Regions from separate parts of the Mus musculus genome. Here region 2 is linked to region 1. A link is a contact called in public Hi-C data. All regions are on one chromosome and are shown on one strand. Each heading gives the region's core, a stretch centred on a gene start, on an enhancer-like site or on the middle of the called end of the contact. The rest is flanking DNA. Distances are from core to core; before and after follow the strand shown.

Region 1 (4,635 bases), core at 1,697-4,196:
GATATTTTCTTTATTTACATTTCAAATGTTATCACTTTTCCTTGTTTCACCTCCGAAAACCCTACATCCCATCCTCCCTCCCCCTACTCACTAACCCACCCACTCCTGCTTCCCTGTTCTGGTGTTCCCCTACACTGGGGCATAGAGCCTTCTCCTCCCATTGATGTCCAACAAGGCCATCCTCTGCTACATATGCAGATGGAGCCATGGGTTCCTCCATGTGTTTTCTTTGGTTTGTGGTTTAGTCCCTGGGAGCTCTGGGGTTACTGGTTGGTTGTTATTGTTGTTCCTCCTATGGTGCTGCTAGCTCCTTCAGCTCTTTCAGCCCTTTCTCTAGCTTCTCAATTGGGGACCTTGTGCTCAGTCCAATGGTTGGCTGTGAGTATCCATCTCTTATTTGTCAGGTACTGACAAAGTCTCCATACTTTGGTCTTCCTTCTTGAGCTTTATTTGTTCTGTGAATTATATCTTGGATATTCTGAACTTCTGGGCTAATATCCACTTATCAGTGAGTGTATACCATGTGTGTTCTTTTATGATTCGGTTACCTCACTCAGGATGATATTTTCTATTACTTCTAAGTTTGCTTTTATTTTAGCACTACAATACCTAATGAGTATTTCAATCTGAATGATAGACAGGTCTGAACAGCTGTGGCTTCTATCCTCAATAAACATGGCCTACCCTCAATCTACCTTCCATGTGCTGCATGTACATATTTCTATGATGTCAACACTACTGGAAAAAAATAATAGTCCTCAATTCTGATCCCTATGAGTTCTAATAAGAATAATAGATGATAATTATTTCAATGGCTTGACAAATACACAAACACACACACACACACACACACACACACACACACGCACACCAAAACGTTGATTTGACTCAAAAGTTTGTAAGAAGTCTGGGCGTGGTTGTATATGCCTTGAATCCAAGTATTTAGGAGGCAGAGTCAGGTGGATCTCTATGTGTTCAAGGCCAGCCAGTTTTACATAGCAAGTTTCAGGACAACCAGGGCTAAATAGTGAGACTGTGTCTCAAAACACAGTTTCACAAGAAAACTAAAAATATGTATTCTTAATATACAGCATTTAAGTTTTTGATCAACTACACATAAAAATCAAGAGCATAATAAATCCTGGTTATTTTACAGCTAAAAAATTGACCAAAGTTTTCTTTCATAGATCTGCTACTAGAGAAAGACTATGTAGTAGACTTTAGAGTTATCCTTACAATTCAGCTCTCATGGCTACAGGTTAAATGCATGGTCCTGAAACTATGACCTCAACTATCTAAGAAAGTGTACATGACTTAAAATGTCATACTGTGTCCTCATGTTTATGTTGTACAAAATGTCATTTGACTAAAGCCTATTACTAATTTAAATGGAATAATGCAAATGAATAAAATTGTTTTCATAAAATCATTATGCAAGAATGTATCAGTAACTGGAGATAAGGATGTCCTATAGCCGACAACCTATAATACTTAGTGAAGTGTTTGACAATTCAGCAGATGCTCAACAACAACAAAAAACAGTTAATTAATAAACCCATTTGCACTAGAAAGTACATAAGAAGATATAAAAATCTTCACCTTCGGGATGGGATCTGAAATCTGTTGAACCCACACAGAGAACCATGTTTCCCATATTAGAGATGGATACTGGAAAGCTACAATCCTTTCTCCTTATTATCTCTGTAGTCTGTAGAAAATTGCAGGCTAAATTTCTGTCCCACTACAGCTTTTACAAAGACGACATTTTATTTTGAAAATTTTAAATCACTCTTAGTCGTGTGTGTGTGTGTGTGTGTGCGCGCGCGCGCACATGCATACACGTGCACACAAAAATTTTATTATCCTGATTCCCATCACTAAACATGCCAGAATTTAGTAAAATTGCATTTCACTTAAAATAATCTCTCTTCAGCTATATTTCCTTGTTTTTACAAAGCTTATGCCAGTGTGATTCTATCACAGTATAATTCCTATTACGATGACTTTGATCACAGAGTTCAAAGCAAAACGATAATGAAAAGCCAGTGAGTTCACTTTTTCCAAAATAACAGTATAAATTCAAATGGTATAAACTGTCTTCAGGGCCAGATAGACTCTGAGAACCATGTTACATATTTGCAATGCCACATTCTGGGGCCATGGAATGGGTTGCAACAGACTGAGAGTTCCCCAATACAATTTAAAAGCTGATACCAGCAGTTTCTCCTAGAAAACTAGCATGCCGTTTTCTAGGGAGAAAGAACTGTTTCAACAGAAGCAGACAAGACCACGGTCTCCGAAAGGCAAACAGATGGTCCTCACAACATTAGTTACACAAAGCGTAAGGCTCAAAATACTTCTGACGTTACTGGCTGCATGCAATTCAGCACTTGTGTAGCTCCCTGATAAGACACGGTAATCCCCTCCTCTCCCTTATAAAAGGGATAAATCTGAGTTTGTTTGCATGGACTAAGGCTCCACAGAGATGCAGGGGACTTCCAAGCTTATTTAGTTACAGATGTAATCGCTACCTTGTAGCAGCCAAGGAAGACAAAAGTAAATATTTCATAACTTTTAATGTGTGGTTAGCAAATACAGTTGGTCCATGGGTGCCCTGAAACTAGCATCCTGGACAGGGTCGGCTTCACTGACTCCACAGCCAGATGCTGGGATCTCCTCCTTGTACTTTCAAAGGAACAGTCTTTCAATACACCACCCCCCCCCCAATTCAGCTGCTGGAGCACCTATTCTATGTTACAAATTACTTCTCAGCCCCATCCGATCTGATTTGCACATCATTAGTTTGTGGGAGGTGAAATAAGTGTCCAGGGATATAGAGTTTAGTTAAAACAAAAACAAAAAACAAAACAACTGAGATCTTTATAAATAAAGGGCCCTTCACATAAAACATGACATCAGGGCTGGCTAGGATTCCTGTTCTGTGACTCATGGCTACCTCCAAGTCGTCCTTGAAATGTCAACCTCACTCCAGACACCCCCAAATATGCACAGTACTTCTTTCTGTGTTATTTATTTATGTTGTCATCCAGATGCCAAATCTGCCTGGGAAGAACATGGAATGCTAAGCATCACAGCAAACGATCTTCGTGTGTGACGAGAAAGGAACATTACAGAGCAGAGGGCAAAGCTAGCCCTAGAGCCTAAAAAGCCCACCACTGACCTATCTCTCCCCCTGACTTGCCCCACTGATACTCAGGGACCACCAGTGACCTTACCCATTTAATATGGAAAAATGTCTCTATGAATGCTTGCTACAATCTCTTTTCCAGGTTTCAGGTTTTTAAAACATATAAATAAGGAAAATATTACAAGAAGTTGTAAAGTTTTCAGTTTGAACTGCTAGTGCGACATTGATTATGATTGTAGATAGTGTAGATTTCCACTTTAAAACTTGCATTTTCATTACATTCATCAGCTGTTGGTTATTAAAAGCTGTCCTTATGATACTACTGCACTGAGATGAAGGATGCTGGGCTCTTCTGTGGAGATGCTGTTATTGCTGCTATGGGACCTCCCTTTACTAAAATGTCATTTGAGGTAATGTATTACTCCCCCAGTAGCTACACGGCAGAAAAGAAGCTTGACAGTGCAAGCTAGCTCTTCCTGGGAATACAGCAATTTCATTTTCCTCACGATATTTTCTTGATACTATTACATTATAGTCATGGGCCCAAACTCTTCTGGAATACTTAGCACTCCCAGTTCCCTATTATTCTTTAGCAGTGTTTCCCAAAGCAGATTTTTACCTGAGGAATTTTCAGACACTGTAGATGTTTTCAAAATATCTACTTTACAACAAGAAGACTCCTATGACCCTTGAGTGAGGTTTTAATGAGACGGCTTATGTTAAGATTAAAGCAGCAAAGCCTGGTGCAGTTGTAAACCCAGCACTTGCTTAGAGGCTAAGACAGGGGGATCACGAGTTCAACGCCAGTCTGGGCTACAAAAACAGGAAACAAACAAAAATCTTATAGAAGGGAATGTCGTTTAATAACTGCATCGTACATCAAGAGTTTAAGATGCACTTGTATCCCATTCAACTCTAAACCAGTCCTCTCGACCAATGTATCCTCAGCCTTGCTTTGCAAACATAAACATTGACCCTCACGAGGCTCTTCCTTTTTCTCTTTTTCAGAAGCATGGAAAACAACTTTTGGGTGATATGATAAGAAAGGTAAAATTCTATTAAATTTTACCCAAAGTCTATGGCTGTATCGCCTTGAGTGTACCTGATCTTGTCTGAAATTTACCAAAAGTATGACAGTTTCTTGTTATCAGACATATGACTAAAATCAAATTGAAAAGAGAGAAAAATCCTCGTAGAAAAAAATGTAAAGAAAAGACTTATAAAGCCAGACACATTAAAAGTATGGCTACCCTTTGGCTGTAAGATAAGTTAGTCTTTGCAGAAAGGTGTGGAGCAGGGGTATTTGTATTTAAGTTAAGGCTCAAACTGTGAAAAGCCAAGGTGAGATATAGATTGAGAGACCACACCCACAAGAAAACCAATGACAAACACAAAAGCATATTCCATACATCTTGCATGACCCAGAAGCAACCCAAGTAGAAGTCTTATCCACAAACATGTGAATAGGAAATTGTGAATACAATGAT
Region 2 (4,566 bases), core at 1,056-3,555, 67 kb before region 1:
CCAGGACAAATATCTCTAAAGAAATACTGGTTGCAAGCTGTGCTTGGGGCTTCTGACTGTGACTCCAGTGTTCAGGAAGCTGTGGCAAATATTTGTTATAATTCCCTTCATCTCTGTCCTCTCTAGTTCTAGGGACTGTTTTATTCACTATTGTAGTGTACTGATAGCCTTCCTTTTTTTGAACATAAGCTTCTTTTATATAGGCAAATGTAATTTGCCTCTGAATCACTGTAGGTCTTTGTCTTGTAAATGAATAAGTTCAGTACAATATCTTACTATAGTTTATTCATATTGTGTAAGAGGGGGGTGGTCAATTTAGAAAGCCATTGAAGAAGTCTTTAAAATATGAACTTCTTTTTTTATAGGCCAGTCATTGTGACACAATAATCTAATACAATCATTAGGCCTGCAAAATGTACACTTTAGTACAAAACGTTTACATAAATCCATACCATCAGCCAAATCTCATTAGCAGTGTAGCTGAAGGAATGTTACCATCTCTCAACAGTCTCTATCTTCCATGAGAAACACTTAAAGTTCATTGGTCTAGTGAAATAAACTAGAGCATGTGTCCAAACTTGACGTAAGTGAATGTAAATTTTCAATGCAGAGATGGGCTTCTTTTGAAACTACACCCTCTTTTGCTAAGATCTGCAGTTTTGACAACCAAGCAAAGTTTCTAATTAATAGCTTACCACCGGTTATCGCATAACTTCATGTGATACAACCTGTTTAGGATTTTAACTAAATGATTTAAAGGAAATTCCCATTTAACAGCGGCCCTATGCAGGGATGAAAATTTCATGACAACATAGTGATATTGATATTACAGGAAAAGTTAATTTGGAGGTCATATTAGTTGTAAATCTAAACAAGAGATACTGGCCATGACTTTGTGGCCGGAAACTGCAAGGATAGACGAATACTCTGCTGAGATCTCTCCAGCTACAAAGTGACACTCTTGTCAATGGTTTCATTATCGACAGGGAAGGCCCAAACTTATTTCCAATGAGAACTAAATATAAGTCCCTAAAGTTTTCCTCTCCTTTGGGAATGGTGCTTAAAGAATTAAAATGGAGCAGGAAAGAAAAAGGTGAGAAATTTCAGTTTCTTAAGTGCTAACTGATGACAAAACACTGTCCCCAAATCAAAGATCGTCACAATAACCATAGTCAGCCGGTTTCCTGTGCAAGAACACTGTGGCTTTGCAACTGGAAAGAGTGTCAGCACACCCGCTAAAGTTTTCTCTTACAGCCTGCTTAAGTTCCGGCCACACAAAGACAAAGCCGACTGCGCCTAAATCCACTCCAGGTGCGAGCCGGCGGCTGTGATCCCATACACTTCACTGTTTTCATTGTCTTTAGACGCGGGATGAGCTCTTCCAGTGAAAACCTATTAACTATCCCCATCCCAGCCATCAACAGGGTAGATCTACATTACTGAACTTCAGCACTTCTTTCAAACAACTCTTTCTGTCCACTCTTAAGGAGCTGCTGCTCGTTTCTACACATTCTTGCAGAACAATCATTTTCTCTCATGAAAAGCAAACCAAAGAGGACTCACCCTGCTTTCTGTCAGCATAATCTTGCTGGAAAACCTCGAAAGTTGGGACTGACCGGCTCCCAGGGTGTCTAGAGGCACCCGCTCCCAGAACAGCTACAGCCATGGGGTTATTCAAGACCTGGGGACTCTCGGTCCTGCCGCTGCCCCCGGAAGCCTGAGCCCCGGACCCCGACGACCCCTGGTACAGAAGCCTGTGCAGCCCGCGGGCCTCGCTCTCCTCCTGCGCCTGCTGCCTGCGCAGGGCCACCTGCGCGGCCATGACACGCTGCCGCTCGGCGATCAGGGTGCACTTGGCACACGCGCAGTCCCGCCAGCGGCAGAAGCGCTTGTGGCCCTTGAGCGCTGACACCACGCCATGGTTGCGACAGCGCGCGCACTTCGGGGTCCGCGGGTAGCCGCAGCCTACCGCCCCCAACGCCCTATCCAGCCCAGGGCCCGGAGCGCATCCTGCGCGACCGGAGCTTGCGGTCGATCGCAGAAAAAGGCCAGGCGGCCGCAGGAAAGTCGCGGACACCGGAATCCCCGACGACACCGACCGCGCGGCCGAAGCGGGCGCAGCAGCCCGCCCTGGGGCCAGATGGGGTCGGCAGCCGCCGCTGCGGTCTCTACGACCGTGAGGTAATCGCTCCATTCTGAGAAGGCGCCTCTGAGGAGTAGAAACCAGCAAGTGCGCTGTCCAGAGCTACCCTGTGGGGATACCGGCTGAGGACCCGCCTAGGTCCCGCTGTCCCGCTCCGCGCACTAACTAGAGTTTGCTGTCCTGTCCCAGAGCAAGAAACCGCCGGGTCTAAGAGCTCCAGAACCTGACCGACGGCGCAGCCAGCCAGTGAGCCTCTGAGTCTAGACAGCTGGGGCAGTGTCCTGAGCTCTGCCAGTCTCCTGAGCCTAGAAGGGCCAGGCTGGAGGGCCACCCCGCCCACTGGGTAGGCTGGCCAAGGAAGGAGGCCAGGGGAGGACCTAGGGCGGAGAGTGGGACTTTCTGGGAGGTGGCCTGTGGGATAGGTTAGAAAGTGTCCAGATCAGACTGAAAGGTCCATTAAGAAAAAAGAAACTTTTATGTATTTTGGATATTCACTCTGTCAGATGCAGGGTTAGTGAAGGCTGTTTCACAATCTGTGGGCTGTCATTTTGTCCTAATGACAGTGTCCTTTGATTTACAGAAGCTTTTCATTTTCATAAGGCCCCATTTATTAGTTGTTTACGTTAGTGACTGAGTCATTGGTGTTTTGTTCAGGAAAATGTCTCCTGTACCGACGAGTTCAAGGCTATTCCCATTTTCTGTTCTATTAGATTTAGTGTATCTGGTAATATACAAAATATATACAGAACTCAAGAAGGTAGGCACCAACAATCCAAATAACCCAATCTAAAAATGGGGTACAGAGCTAAACAGGGAATTCTCAACAGAGGAAACTTGAATGGTTGAGAAGCAGGTAAAGAAATATGCAGATCACCAGGGATCACGAATCAAAACAACTCTGAGATTCCACCTTGCACTCATCACACTGGGTAAGATCAAAAACCCAAAGGACAGCACATGCTGGCAAGATTGTGGAGCAAGGGGAACACTCACTCCTACACTGCTGGTGGGAGTGCAAATGTGTACACAGGAAATCAATTTGGCTGTTTCTCAGAAAAGTGGGAATGGCTCTACCTCAAGACCCAACTATACCACTCCTGGGTATATCCCCAAAAGATGTTCCACCCCACCCCACCCACAAGGACATCTGCTCAACTATGTTCATAGCAGCTCTGTTACTAATATCTGGAAACAACCTAGATGTCCCTCAAAGGAAGAATGGATAAAGAAAATGTGGCTCATTTACACACTGGCATTAAATACAAGAACATCATAAATTTCTCAGGGAAATGAATAGAACTAGAAAATATCCTGAGTGAGATAACCCACACCCAAAAGGACATGCGTGGTATGTACTCACTTATAAGTGGATATTAGCCATAAAGTACAGGATAACCACACTATAATCAGCAGACCCAACGAAGCCAAATAACAAGGAGGTCCCAAGGGAGGATGAATCTTTCTCAGAAAAGGATCAAAACAGATATCAGAGGTTGATGGAAGGAGGGAACTGGGTGGAAGAGGTGATGGGAAGTGGAAGGGGGCAGGGAGGGAGATCATATGTAGGGAGAACAGATAGAGAAAGAAGATGAATAGCGGCAGGGGTGTGTGTGTAATCTCCTGGACTCTAGAACATGCCAGTAACCTGTGATAGGGGGAGATCCAAGAGGGTCTATGGGGGACAACTCAAGATGAGCCTCCTAACAGAGGCAATATGGATTTTGAGGTAGCCTCTTCCTATAGCTAGCCCAGACTCTGAGTGGAAGCATAAGAACAGTAACCCATCCACAAAACCTTCAACCCAAAATGTGTCCTGCCTACAAGATGTACAGGGACAAAGATGGAGCAGAGACTGAGAAAATGGCTAACCAATGACTAGCCCAAATTGAGACCCATCCCATGTGCAAGAAACAATCCCTGACACTATTAACAATACTCTGTTGGGCCTGCATACAAGAACCTATTAACTGTCCTCTGAGAGGCTCCACCCAGCAGCCAATGGATGGAGATGCAGAGACTCACAGCTAAACATTAGATGAAGCATGGAGAGTCTTACAGAATAGTTGGGAGAAGGATTGTGGGACCCGAAGATGACAGGGAGTCTACAAGAAGACCAACAGAATCAACTAACCTGGACCTGTGGGGGCTCCCAGAGACTGAATCGCCAACCAAAGAGAGTGCACAGGCTGGACCTAGGCTCCCTACACATATGAAGCAGATGAGCAGCTTGGCCTTCATGTGGGTCCTAAACAACTGGAGCCTATGGCCTGCTTGTCTGTGAATTTAAATGGACAACCTTGTCTGGCCTCAATGGGAAATGCTGCACCTAATCCGGCAACAACTTGATATCTATCTATCTATCTATCTATCTATCTATCTATCTATCTATCTATCTCTGTGTGTGTGCCTGTTTGTTTGTTTGT

The links. Hi-C and Micro-C count contacts between places; a contact is called where the count stands out from the background.
Region 2: a contact with region 1 is called in a Hi-C map of Sertoli cells, with 2.9 times the contacts expected there. The contact joins the promoter of Dmrta1 here to the enhancer-like site in region 1. A contact is called at or near these places in 3 of 484 Hi-C or Micro-C datasets (Sertoli cells, nephron progenitors and uterus) and 1 of 9 other capture datasets (adipose tissue).

The regions. Positions count from the first base shown.
Region 1 is chr4:89,619,187-89,623,821 of GRCm38.p6, reverse strand. No RefSeq gene overlaps it. Among named protein-coding and RNA genes, the nearest start is that of Dmrta1, 67 kb to the left of the region's middle. Within about 2 kb of position 2,946, at least 3 of the 459 cell types and tissues checked have an H3K27ac peak or open chromatin away from gene starts, as enhancers often do. A contact at or near this core is called in Sertoli cells, where this site is marked.
Region 2 is chr4:89,685,937-89,690,502 of GRCm38.p6, reverse strand. Dmrta1 (doublesex and mab-3 related transcription factor like family A1) reads right to left here and starts at 2,305. Exons shown (of 2, transcript NM_175647.3): 1 at 1,564-2,305. The coding sequence starts at 2,194.